2 separate regions of the Arachis hypogaea genome follow, and region 1 is linked to region 2. A link is a contact called in public Hi-C data. All regions are on one chromosome and are shown on one strand. The core of a region is the stretch at or near the end of the contact, and the rest is flanking DNA. Distances in the headings are between cores, read along the strand shown. Region 1 holds the start of LOC112743596 (protein OCTOPUS-like). Region 2 has its middle 17 kb from the start of LOC112745291.

Region 1 (5,687 bases), core at 1,388-3,887, 45 kb after region 2:
TAAAATTTGCATCTTTGAATGACGGGTCGCCATTTCGTGGTCGCCAGCTACAGTATGCCCAATTCGTGTTCGCCGCCAATGAGTTGCTCCATTTCGCTGCTGCTGCATCTGATTTGGGCCACTTCACAAGCGCCCATTCACGACGTCATCCAATTCGTGGTCGCCAGCATTGGATTGGGTGATCAATCCTTCAGTCTGCCATGTCAGACCCATTTTGCGGCCGCTGCCCTTGAATTGACACCTTTTTCAATTTTGCGGGTGCTTCACCTGAAATGGCCATGCACATTTTCATCAAGCTTTCTTCCCCTGCGTATTTTGGGAATTAATGTATTATTTATTTAAATAAAAAAGCTCAAGAAAACTTCACTAAGGAAAAAAGCTTAAACAATTACTAGAAAGAGAGAATATCAAACTCACAACAAAGAGTAGGGATAAAAATAGGATAGGGTAAGCTTCACCCTTATCAGGTTAGTTTTGTAATGTATTTAAGTTAGACATATAGTTTATTATGGACCTTTTTTTATAGTATGTTTAATTATTTTACTGATTCTTATAGTTTTATTAAAATTTTAATTAAGTTTTTATATTTTTAATTGAATTTTTATATCATATTAAATTTTGTAATTAAATCTCTACCATTACAAAAATATTAGAATTAATTGAATATTTTGTTAAATAAAATAAAATATTTATTCAAGTATTAGGCATATTCATTTTGTTTAATAAAATATTTTATTAATTCTAATATTTGTCACAAAAAAAACTTAATTACAAAATTTGATATGGTATAGAGACCTAATTGAAAAGAAAAAAAAGTATAAAAACCTAATTAAAAATTCGATAAAACTATAAGGACCTACAAAATAATTAAACCTTTTAAGTACTAAGTCTGCACTGATGTTGAGCTTGGCCTAATCTCAAAGTTGATAAAAAATCTAATATATAATTTTTACCAAAATAAAAAATAAAAATATTTAAAAAACTTACTTTTCTTTTAAAAATTTATATATACAATATACTAAATTTAATATTTATAATAATATTTAAATTTTTAAAATATAAAAAATATTTATAATAAAATATAATAAATTTAAAAATTTTAGTAGCTTTTTAATTATAAAAAATTATTTATATTTTAACAGATTTAGATAGGTTTGAGAAGTCTTATAAACTATTCTGTGAGTCTAGACTTAGCCTATTAATAAAATTAGATTTTTAGATCGGTCAAAACCTAAAACTATTTTATGACAGCTCAGGCTAGACCAAGTCGAATGCAAGCTAAGTTACAGGTCTTTCAAAGACCTGATCTATTTTCATTCCTAAAGTTGTGTTTAATTTTGAGAACAAGACAAGATAAGATATTAAAAACAGGATACAAAAGACAATGACATAAAAATTAGTATTTTTATATTTTGTTTAGGAATGAACTGAATATAAGATATAACAAATCATAAATAATCTAATTAACTTTTGTTTTTTGTTCACACAAAATAAAATAATAAAAAATATAATTATAAAAATTTGATAATAATAATAAAAAATAAAATATATTTTATTTAATATTTCTACATTTTTTTATTAAATAGGACACAATACATTAATTTAATATTTTAAAACATAATAATTTTTTTCTATATTTCATCACAATTTTATGTCTCAATAGCAGGGAAATTGGTAGTTGGTTCAACTCCGAGCAAAACTTCATTGAAGAATTTTAATCATATTTTAAATTTGTCTAAAAGTGTGAAAGTATATCGTTAATTAATATATTCGAGGAGTAAAAATTTTCCACTGAGGTCAACAATTGTTTTTTAACACAACAACAACAACAACATGCTATCACAATATGTAATAAGAAATAATAAACTGATGTTACTATTTACTACTAAAAAAAAAATATTATCAGATAATATCACTTATTTTTTTACAAAGTGATGATATAGATATAGATATATATTAAAAAAATTATATATAAAATAACATTAAAATAAAATAGTATAATGTACTATTACAGTATTAATGAAAAATAATAAATTGATATTATTGAATATTGTATTTTTTATAAATTAATACAAATATACATTTAAAAAATAATACTCAAAATGACATTAAAAATAGCAATATTATTACGGTACTATTTATAAAATATAGACATTCTGTTGAATTGTCTCAGACACATTTTAAATACGATATTCGTCTGTATGCGTGTCTGTCGTATCTAATCATATCTTAATAAAAATTAAAATTTTTTTATCAGACACATTTAGACATATCTAAATATTATCACTTATCAACATGTCCAATTTTATTCTTAACATGTATTTTTACAATAAATTTAAAAATAAAATATATATTATTATTTATTAAAATAATTAAAAAATTATTTTATATTTTAATATCAATAAAATATTAAAATATAATTATAATTTATCTAAAAAATATTTTATATTTTATATATACACGGTATTTTTATTATATTTTATAAAAATTTAAAATTCATATATATATATATATATATATATATATATATATATATTCTGTATTAGTGTCCGTACACATTAATATATTAAACGGAGAATTGAATTGTTGTATTTATGGCCATGTAATATAGGCTCTGTTTTAAGCCCTTTTAATGTATTTTGTTGAGCTTTCTGGATGGTTCACAAAATCACAAAATTGACACAAAATCTGTATCTCTTCACTTTCTCTGTGTCCGTTGGGAACCAAACAGTGCCTTCTCTCTCCTCTCTCTCTCTATCTTTCCCTTTCTCCCCTTTCCCTTTCTCTGTCAAAGACACAGACACACAGACAAAGCAAGCAAAACACACACACACACACACACTCCCTCACTCACTCACTACCTCACTCTTTCTCTCTTTCTTCTCTCTCTCTCTCTCTCTCTCCCCCCCCCCCCTTCTCTTTCACTCGTTACTCCCACCGGAACATGACCACATTTTTAACCGCCAACTTCACACACCACCATTTCCGGGTATGAATCCCACAACCCAATCCAACCCCTCACTACAACCCAACCAGCAACTGCACCAGCTTCAGCATCACCAGCAGCAAGCATTGTTTCCGCCGCCGTTACCTCCGGCACCGCCGCTGCACCAGCAACAACCGCCGCAACTTCTGCAGCCTCACCGTCCTTCCACATCTTGCGATCGCCACCCACAGGAGCAGTTCACCGGATTCTGCCCCTCATGCCTCTGCGAGCGCCTCGCCGTGCTCGATCCCAACGGCACCGCCGCCAGCTCCTCCTCCTCCGGCCCCCGCAGGTCCACCTCTTCCTCCACCGCCGCCGCCGCCCTTAGAGCCATCTTCCGCCCGTCCGCATCCGGCAGCAACCGCGGAAACCGCCCGCCGCCGACCTCATCCTCGTCCTCCTCGTTCTTCCCTGAGCTCCGCCGTACAAAATCCTTCTCCGCCTCGAAGAACAACGAGGGCTTCTTCTCCGGCGCATTTGAGCCTCAGAGAAGATCTTGTGACGTTAGGGTTCGCAGCACTCTATTCTCTCTCTTCAACCAAGACGACGAGCGCAAAATCCCCAAAAAAGAACCCTCCGTCGAGGTTGAAACCAGAAACCTCGCTTCCTCTTCCACTATAGTTCAAGCTCCGGTCACCTTAGAAGAAGAATCAGAATCAGAATCAGAGAGCGCTTCTGTTCTGGAGGAAGAGATTCAAGAGCAAGAAGAAGAAAATGATCAAAACGAAGACGAAATTAGGGTTCTAGAAGGACCTACAAATGCGGTAGTTCCCAACATTGTGACAGAAGAGAGGGTTGCAGTTACAGAAATCGTGGAAGAAGAACCTGAACTCCAACCAGAACCGGAAATTGTGGTTGTTCCGGAAGAGGAATTGCTGAAGCCGATGAAGGAACATATCGACCTGGATTCGAACGCTAAGAAGAGTTCCGGCCGCGATTTCAAGGGTAGCTTCTGGTCTGCAGCCTCAGTGTTCAGCAAGAAGCTGCAGAAATGGAGGCAGAAGCAGAAGCTGAAGAAGCAGCGCTGCCGAAATGGTGCCCTGGGCTCCGGCACCACGCTGCTGCCTGTGGAGAAGCCCATTGGCAGGCAATTCCGTGAGACGCAGTCGGAGATCGCTGACTATGGGTTCGGCAGGCGGTCCTGTGACACCGATCCGCGGTTCTCGCTGGACATTGGACGGATGTCATTTGAGGCCGGTAGGGTGTCATTGGACGACCCGAGGTATTCTTTCGATGAGCCGAGGGCGTCGTGGGATGGGTACCTCATAGGGAGGACATTTCCTCCTCCGAGGATGCCTTCAATGTTGTCTGTGGTGGAGGATGCTCCTGTTCATCAGGTCCTGAGGACTGATACTCAGATTCCTGTGGAGGAGCCTGTGAATGTTATGATGAATGCTATCATTGAGAATGCTGATCAGGCTAAGGTCCCCGGTGGCACTTTGCAGACTAGGGAGTATTATTCTGATAGTTCCTCCCGGAGGAGGAAGAGCCTTGATAGGTCTAGTTCAATTAGGAAGACTGCAGCTGCGGTTGTGGCTGAGATGGATGAGTTGAAGCCTGTTTCTGGTGCAATTCCGGTTGCAAATGCCAAGGTAACTCCTGCCGTTGGCATTGGTGGAGTGGGAGGTGGTGTTGGTATTGGTATTGGTATCGGTATCGGTGGTGGTGTTGATTTGTCGCATCATGGGCCGAAGGCCGTGTTCCCTGATAGGGACTTGAGGGACAGGGATTCAAACTCGAATTCCTTGAGGGATGATCACTCTGAGACCTTTGAGTTGGGGTCTAGAGATGCAGCTGGGATCAATGGGGAGCGGAAAGGGGCTAAGAAGTCATTCAGGTGGAGTAAGGCGTGGAACATTTGGGGCTTGATTAACCGGCGAGGAGGTGGGGGTAATAAGGACGATGATGAGGAGAATAGGTATGGTAGAGGAAATGGCGGGAACGGTGTGGAGCGATCTTTTTCCGAGTCATGGCAGGAGTTTAGAGGTGAGCGGAACGGGGATGTTAGAGGCATATTCAATAGGAATGCGTTGAGGAGCAACAGCAGTGTTAGTTGGAGGAATGCACCAGCTTTTGGAGGTGGAGTTGGAGCGTTGGCGGCCATGAGGAAGAGTGATGTTCAGGCTAATGGGCATGGGAAGAAGGGCAGGGATGAGGTTGTTTTGGAAAGAAATAGGAGTGCAAGGTATTCTCCTAACAACAACAGCATAGACAATGGCCTGTTACGGCTTTACTTGACGCCGATGCGTGGCAGCCGGAGAAATTGGCCCGGGAAAGGCAGGTCTAACCAGGCACATTCCATTGCTAGAAGTGTACTTGGATTGTATTAAAGAATGAAGGTCCATAGTTCTTTGGTTTGTTGATGGTGTTGTTAGATTTTGCTGCATTTGTTGTGTAAAACACACGTCTATGTATTCTTGGTTGGTTGGTTGGATAAAAAAGCACCCTGCATTTCTTTTACAGTAATTAGCATGTTACCCCTAAACTCAATAACAATAATTTTCAGTGGTTTCTTTTTTTACTTTAACTATATGACCATGATGTTAATTAATGGCTTGATTCTCTTTCCCTCTCTTAAGTTCAATGGTGGTTTTTGCTTTTATTGCCAAAAAAAGCATGATAGAATATATGACGCTCCTGAAAATTATGCCTAGGCTTTGGACACAATATGGTTGCTTTTTATGTCTTTATGCTGCAAAAG
Region 2 (5,450 bases), core at 1,204-3,703:
AAACCTGATTTTTATATAATAGAATAGACAATAAATAAAAGAGATGAGAATATGATATGTGACATATTTTAATTATAAAATTAGTAATATGTAATAGATTTTTTTATGAATCTTTATTGCTTGTTAGTTGCTAGTTTTAACGTAATTACTTAATAAATTCTGGCTATAAAACTATCAACTACCTAATATTATGATTTAGTTAATAAGAACGTTGACATTAATATTTTTTCATAAGTCTTGTTATTATTTATAATTAGGAAAGAGCCCTATATAAATTTATTTCTTTAATGAATGTTAATTTATTTTGTTGCAAAATTCTATATTATCTTTAAAATTTTAGAGTAATTGAGTCTAATTTTTACATTTTGAAATGAGTTTACTCGAAAAAATTAATATGTAAATCACATTAGTATTACAAAATTACTTTATTAACATAATTAGTGGTGCTTACTTGAACCATTAAATTTAGCTTCTAATGATATTAAAGTCAACTTATTTTATTATCTTATACCTTCAAAGAATTTAACATAAAAATCTAATAATTGAGAAAAAAATTCATTACAATGAATATATTCATTTTAACAAATATTCTTTTCTCTAATACTATAAAAATTTATACTGATCACTTTGAATTACGGGTCAACTTCCATCTACAGTTGTAGAATGCTGAAATTGAGATATATTCATCAAACAAACAATCAATAAAACATTATCCGTACTTTCTCATTTTGGGTACATTTATACATTAAAAAATATACATAAAGGGAAAAAAGAAGAAGAAAAGAACACTTGAAATAGCATTTGCAATAAAAATCATGATTCTTATAATTTTGTGTGGCCATCTATATATAGTAGATCAGACGACTATGATTATCTAACAAAATTAATTTGTATGTATTGCATTCAATTTGAATAGGTAAGAAATTATCTTATTTTAATTTAGTCCTTAATTCACAAAATTTGAGTTTGGCTCAATATATATAATTTGATTTTATTTGATTTGATTATTAGTTAAAAATATCTCAGTTCGTTGCTTATTTTATTCAAAGATTTATTATTTAATGACTAATTAATTAATTAGTACACACAATAAATTTGATTTAATAAATTAAAAAAATAAATTAAAAATACTAACAGAACATTAAAAATAAATTAAAAAATATTACCAAATAAAATTAATATAAATTATAATAAATTATGTGATATTTAAATATCTGATCAAATTAATTACTTGATATAATTAGTTTATCGTAATAACTTGTATTTAATGAGTTAAAACAAATAAATCGAGAAACACTCTCAGAAGCATGCCACGTCAGCTCTATCATTAAGTGCAGAGATCCGATTTTTATATAATAGAATAGATAGATAGATTATTTATAAATACATATATCTTGTTTTTACAGTAAACGAGATAATTTTTCATGTATCTCATTTACAGTATGAAAATTAAAAAAATACACATATCTAGTGTAATCGAGATATAAGAGAAGTATTTATTTCGGTAAATATTTTTTAAATTATTTATTTCAATAATTATTATAATTATTTTATTTATTAAAATAAAAATCGGGATATATAGACAACAATTACATGAGATTCAGCATCAATAAATAGAATGATGCAATTATCCTAACTTGATACCGGCACATTATTGCATCAATAAATAGAAATTATTGTAAAAAGTCAATTTCAACCCCACAATCTCTCTTTACATAGAGAATTCGTAGAGATAGAAAAGCAATTGCAAACACTCTTTCTTTAACATTATTCTGAATTGTATGTGTTCAATTTCAAATTAAGAAAATAAAACAAAATAAAATCCATTAATATACAGATGACTTACACATGTATAAGGATCTCTTAACTATATTATCACCAAGAGGATCTAATAAGTTGGTGTAATTTAGGTGAAGGTCAATGTATATATTAGTCAAATAGATGGATAATATAATATGTATAGTTTTGATAAATCTCGGATGCTGTTACTTTATCCAAAAGAAAACACGTTCTTTTTTAATTTAAGACCTCTTAATTAAAGAATAAGATACTATCTAAAATAATATTATATTTAAGTAAATTTGGTATCTATTAATGTACTAATAGATTTAAAGTGAATATATACGTATTATATTATATTACAAAAATGCTATATACAATTAAAATGAATATATATTATTATATTATATTATATTACAAAACAATATATATAAATGAAAATTAATTATATATTTATACATATATATTAATTTATATATTTTTTAATTGAATAATTATCCACCAAACTATTTAAACTTATTAATTATAGTAGAATATTCAAATAAATATGTAATAATAAATTAATTTTTTTTTCCAATAGCATAATAAATTTTTTTGTAAGACGCCAAATAGATCATAATGGGCATGGATGAGAGGATGCAGGGTTAAGACTTAAGAGTAAGAGTTGGTTTGGTGTTATGCAAAGGGAATATAATGTAAGACACTATACTGCGGTGCGGTGCGGTGCAGTGCAGTTCAGTACGGTGCAGACGTGCAGTTGTTGAAAAACGAATGAGTGAGCGGGACAGTTGGTCCCTCCAAACCTTCATGCACCCCGTCAATCATTATCGTACCAAATATAAAGTTTGATCTTTCGTGTTCGTGTATACTAATATAGTTATTTTTTTTTGTTACTTTATTTAAGATGTGGATGCAGGAAGTAAAATATTTTTTGTCGAAAAATATCTACTATTAAAGATAATAAATAAATTACTATTATTGAAAAGTTTTGTAGTAAGGTAAGAGTATTGGCTTTTATATTATAGAGACAAATTTCGACCATATATTTAATGTGTTTTATAAAGATTGTTTAGATGTATAACAGTAATTTTTTGTTTTAATTGATCAATTTTTTATAATCTAGTATCTGTGATAATAAAATTTTGAACAATATTATATATTAAAATTTGAATATTTAATGTTATACATAAATATACAAAAATTTATCATATTATAAAAAAATACGACACTCATATTTTTTAGTAACATATTAGTATTCACCTAAATAAAGTAATAGTTTATGGGTTTTTAACTTTTTCTTTTGTAAAAAAATATATGAAACCCATTTAAGAATTAAAAAAAAAGTTAACTTGATTAATAAGTTACTATTTTAAATTTTAATCATTTATTCTATATATAAAAATTGAATTTTTTGCACTTAATAATAAAACTGAGGTAGCAATTTATAAGAGTATTTTTTAATTTATTTCTTTTAATTTATTAAATACAATTCATATGATGACTTAATTATATCAACTAATTGATGATTTGATAAAATATTTAAATATCACACAATTTAATATTATGTATATCAATTAAATGAATATAATTGTTAGAATATAATTAAGATCAATTAGATCAATTAGCATTATTCAACATATCTGAAAATTTATTATAGGATATTACGTTTTTATTATTTTGATTCTCTTATCACCTATAAATACCCTTCTATATTGTATCATTTTACACAACTTGAATACTCACAAATATTTTTTCTATTGCTCTCTCTCTTCTTTCTAACATGGAATCAGAGTCATGATATCCTCCTTGAGAAAGATAAGTTGATTTTTTTTGGTGAAATCACTATACTTTTCATACTTTTCTTCCGTGCCATTTTTTTCCTTTTTCTTTTGTCAATGCTTTGATACTTTTCTGACCTAACCGATTAGCTTATTCACTACTCATGTTAATTTTATTATATAATAGTTTATTTTTCTCCTATGTATTTTTATTTGTATAGTTACTATTGATCTTACTATTTTCGTTTTCTTGAATTGTTCTTTATTTTTTTATGACTTGATAATTTAAATAAAAAAATAAAGAAAGGAAAAAAATAATGGCCAAAAGCAGAGACTAGAAGCCTAAAATAATAACATCATTCCTCAACATTATTATTAATATGAACTTTATTATTTCTTTTCTAACATTCTTTAATATGCACATCATTTTTTTTATTATTAATATTTTTATTATTTTCTTCTTTAATTATAAATCACTTTATAATATTTTTTTATTGATAGAATATTTTTTTGGTCTAATAAAATTTTTCTCTCTTTTTTGTCAAAAATAATCTATATTAGAAAAAAAAGAAGATACAAATTAAATTTTAAAATTCAAATTTAAATAAGATGTGCAAAGGGTAACTATTGAATTCATTTGGTAGATTTAAACTCTTTGTATTATCGTCATTGAAAATTTCAAATACTATTAACAAAATTCTAGATATTTTTTATCTTATTATTCTTAAATTATACATTTTATCGTGTATTTGGAGAGCTTCATCTTTTTTGAAATAAGTGTGACATTATATACTTTTTTGGATACAAAGGAATAATGAAATTGAAGTGAGTAACAAAATTAAGTATATAATAAGATATAAATTTTTAGAATTTCTAGCACAATTGACAAATTTTTAGTTTCAAAATAAATTTTTACTCCATTTTTTATTTTTTATTTGATTTTTTTATAATTTTTTATTAAATTTTTAATTAATTATGATTGTAATAATTCATCAGAAATTTGTGTTTTGTAAAGAAAATTTATCAATCATAAAATATGTAACAGCCCAGACCACCCGCTAGCAAGATATTGTCCGCCTTGGCACACAAGGCCTCACGGTTTTACCTTTGACGATAGGGATGATAGCCCAAGTCCCCCACACTCACTATTCAAAAAACATCATGCTAGGGAGAGGTATTCTCACCCTTATAAGGCCTGCTTCGTTACCCTCCCCAACCGATGTGGGACCTTACAATCCACCCCTCTAAGGGAGCCCAGCGCCCGCGCTGGCACATCGATCTGGGCTTCGGCTCTGATACCATATGTAACAGCCCAGACCACCCGCTAGCACGATATTGTCCGCTTTGGCACACAAGGCCTCACGGTTTTTACCTTCGACGATAGGGATAATAGCCCAAGCCCCCCACACTCATTTGTCAAAACGCATCATGCTAGGGAGAGGTATCCACACCCTTATAAGGCATGCTTGGTTCCCCTCCCCAACCGATGTGGGACTTTACAATCCACCCCCTTAAGGGAGCTCAGCGCCCTCGCTAGCACCTCGATCCGGACTCCCACTCTGATACCATCTGTAACAGCCCAGACCACCCGCTAGCACGATATTGTCCGTTTTTGCACACAAGGCCTTATGGTTTTTGCCTTTGACAATAGGGATGATAGCTGAATCCACCACACTCAATCGTCAAAACGTGTCATGCTAGGGAGAGGTATCCACACCCTTATAAGGCATGCTTCGTTCCCCTCCCGAACCGATGTGGGATCTTACAATCCACCCCCCTAAGGGAGCCCAGCGCCCTCGCTGGCACATCGATCTGGACTCCGGCTCTGATACCATATGTAACAGCCCAGACCACCCGCTAGCACGATATTGTCCGCTTTGGCACAAAAGGCCT

The links. A called contact is a pair of places that touch in the nucleus more often than the background predicts.
Region 1: a Hi-C map of leaf shows a contact between it and region 2, with 1.7 times the contacts expected there. The contact joins the promoter of LOC112743596 here to the enhancer-like site in region 2. A contact is called at or near these places in 3 of 8 Hi-C or Micro-C datasets (leaf and an unstated tissue).

Annotation. Positions count from the first base shown.
Region 1 is chr14:102,156,568-102,162,254 of arahy.Tifrunner.gnm2.J5K5, forward strand. It overlaps LOC112743596 (protein OCTOPUS-like), which reads left to right and starts at 2,638. Exons shown (of 1, transcript XM_025792876.3): 1 at 2,638-5,513. The coding sequence starts at 2,656. The coding sequence ends at 5,316.
Region 2 is chr14:102,111,803-102,117,252 of arahy.Tifrunner.gnm2.J5K5, forward strand. No RefSeq gene overlaps it. Among protein-coding and RNA genes, the nearest start is that of LOC112745291, 17 kb to the right of the region's middle. Within about 2 kb of position 2,454, at least 1 of the 3 cell types and tissues checked has open chromatin away from gene starts, as enhancers often do.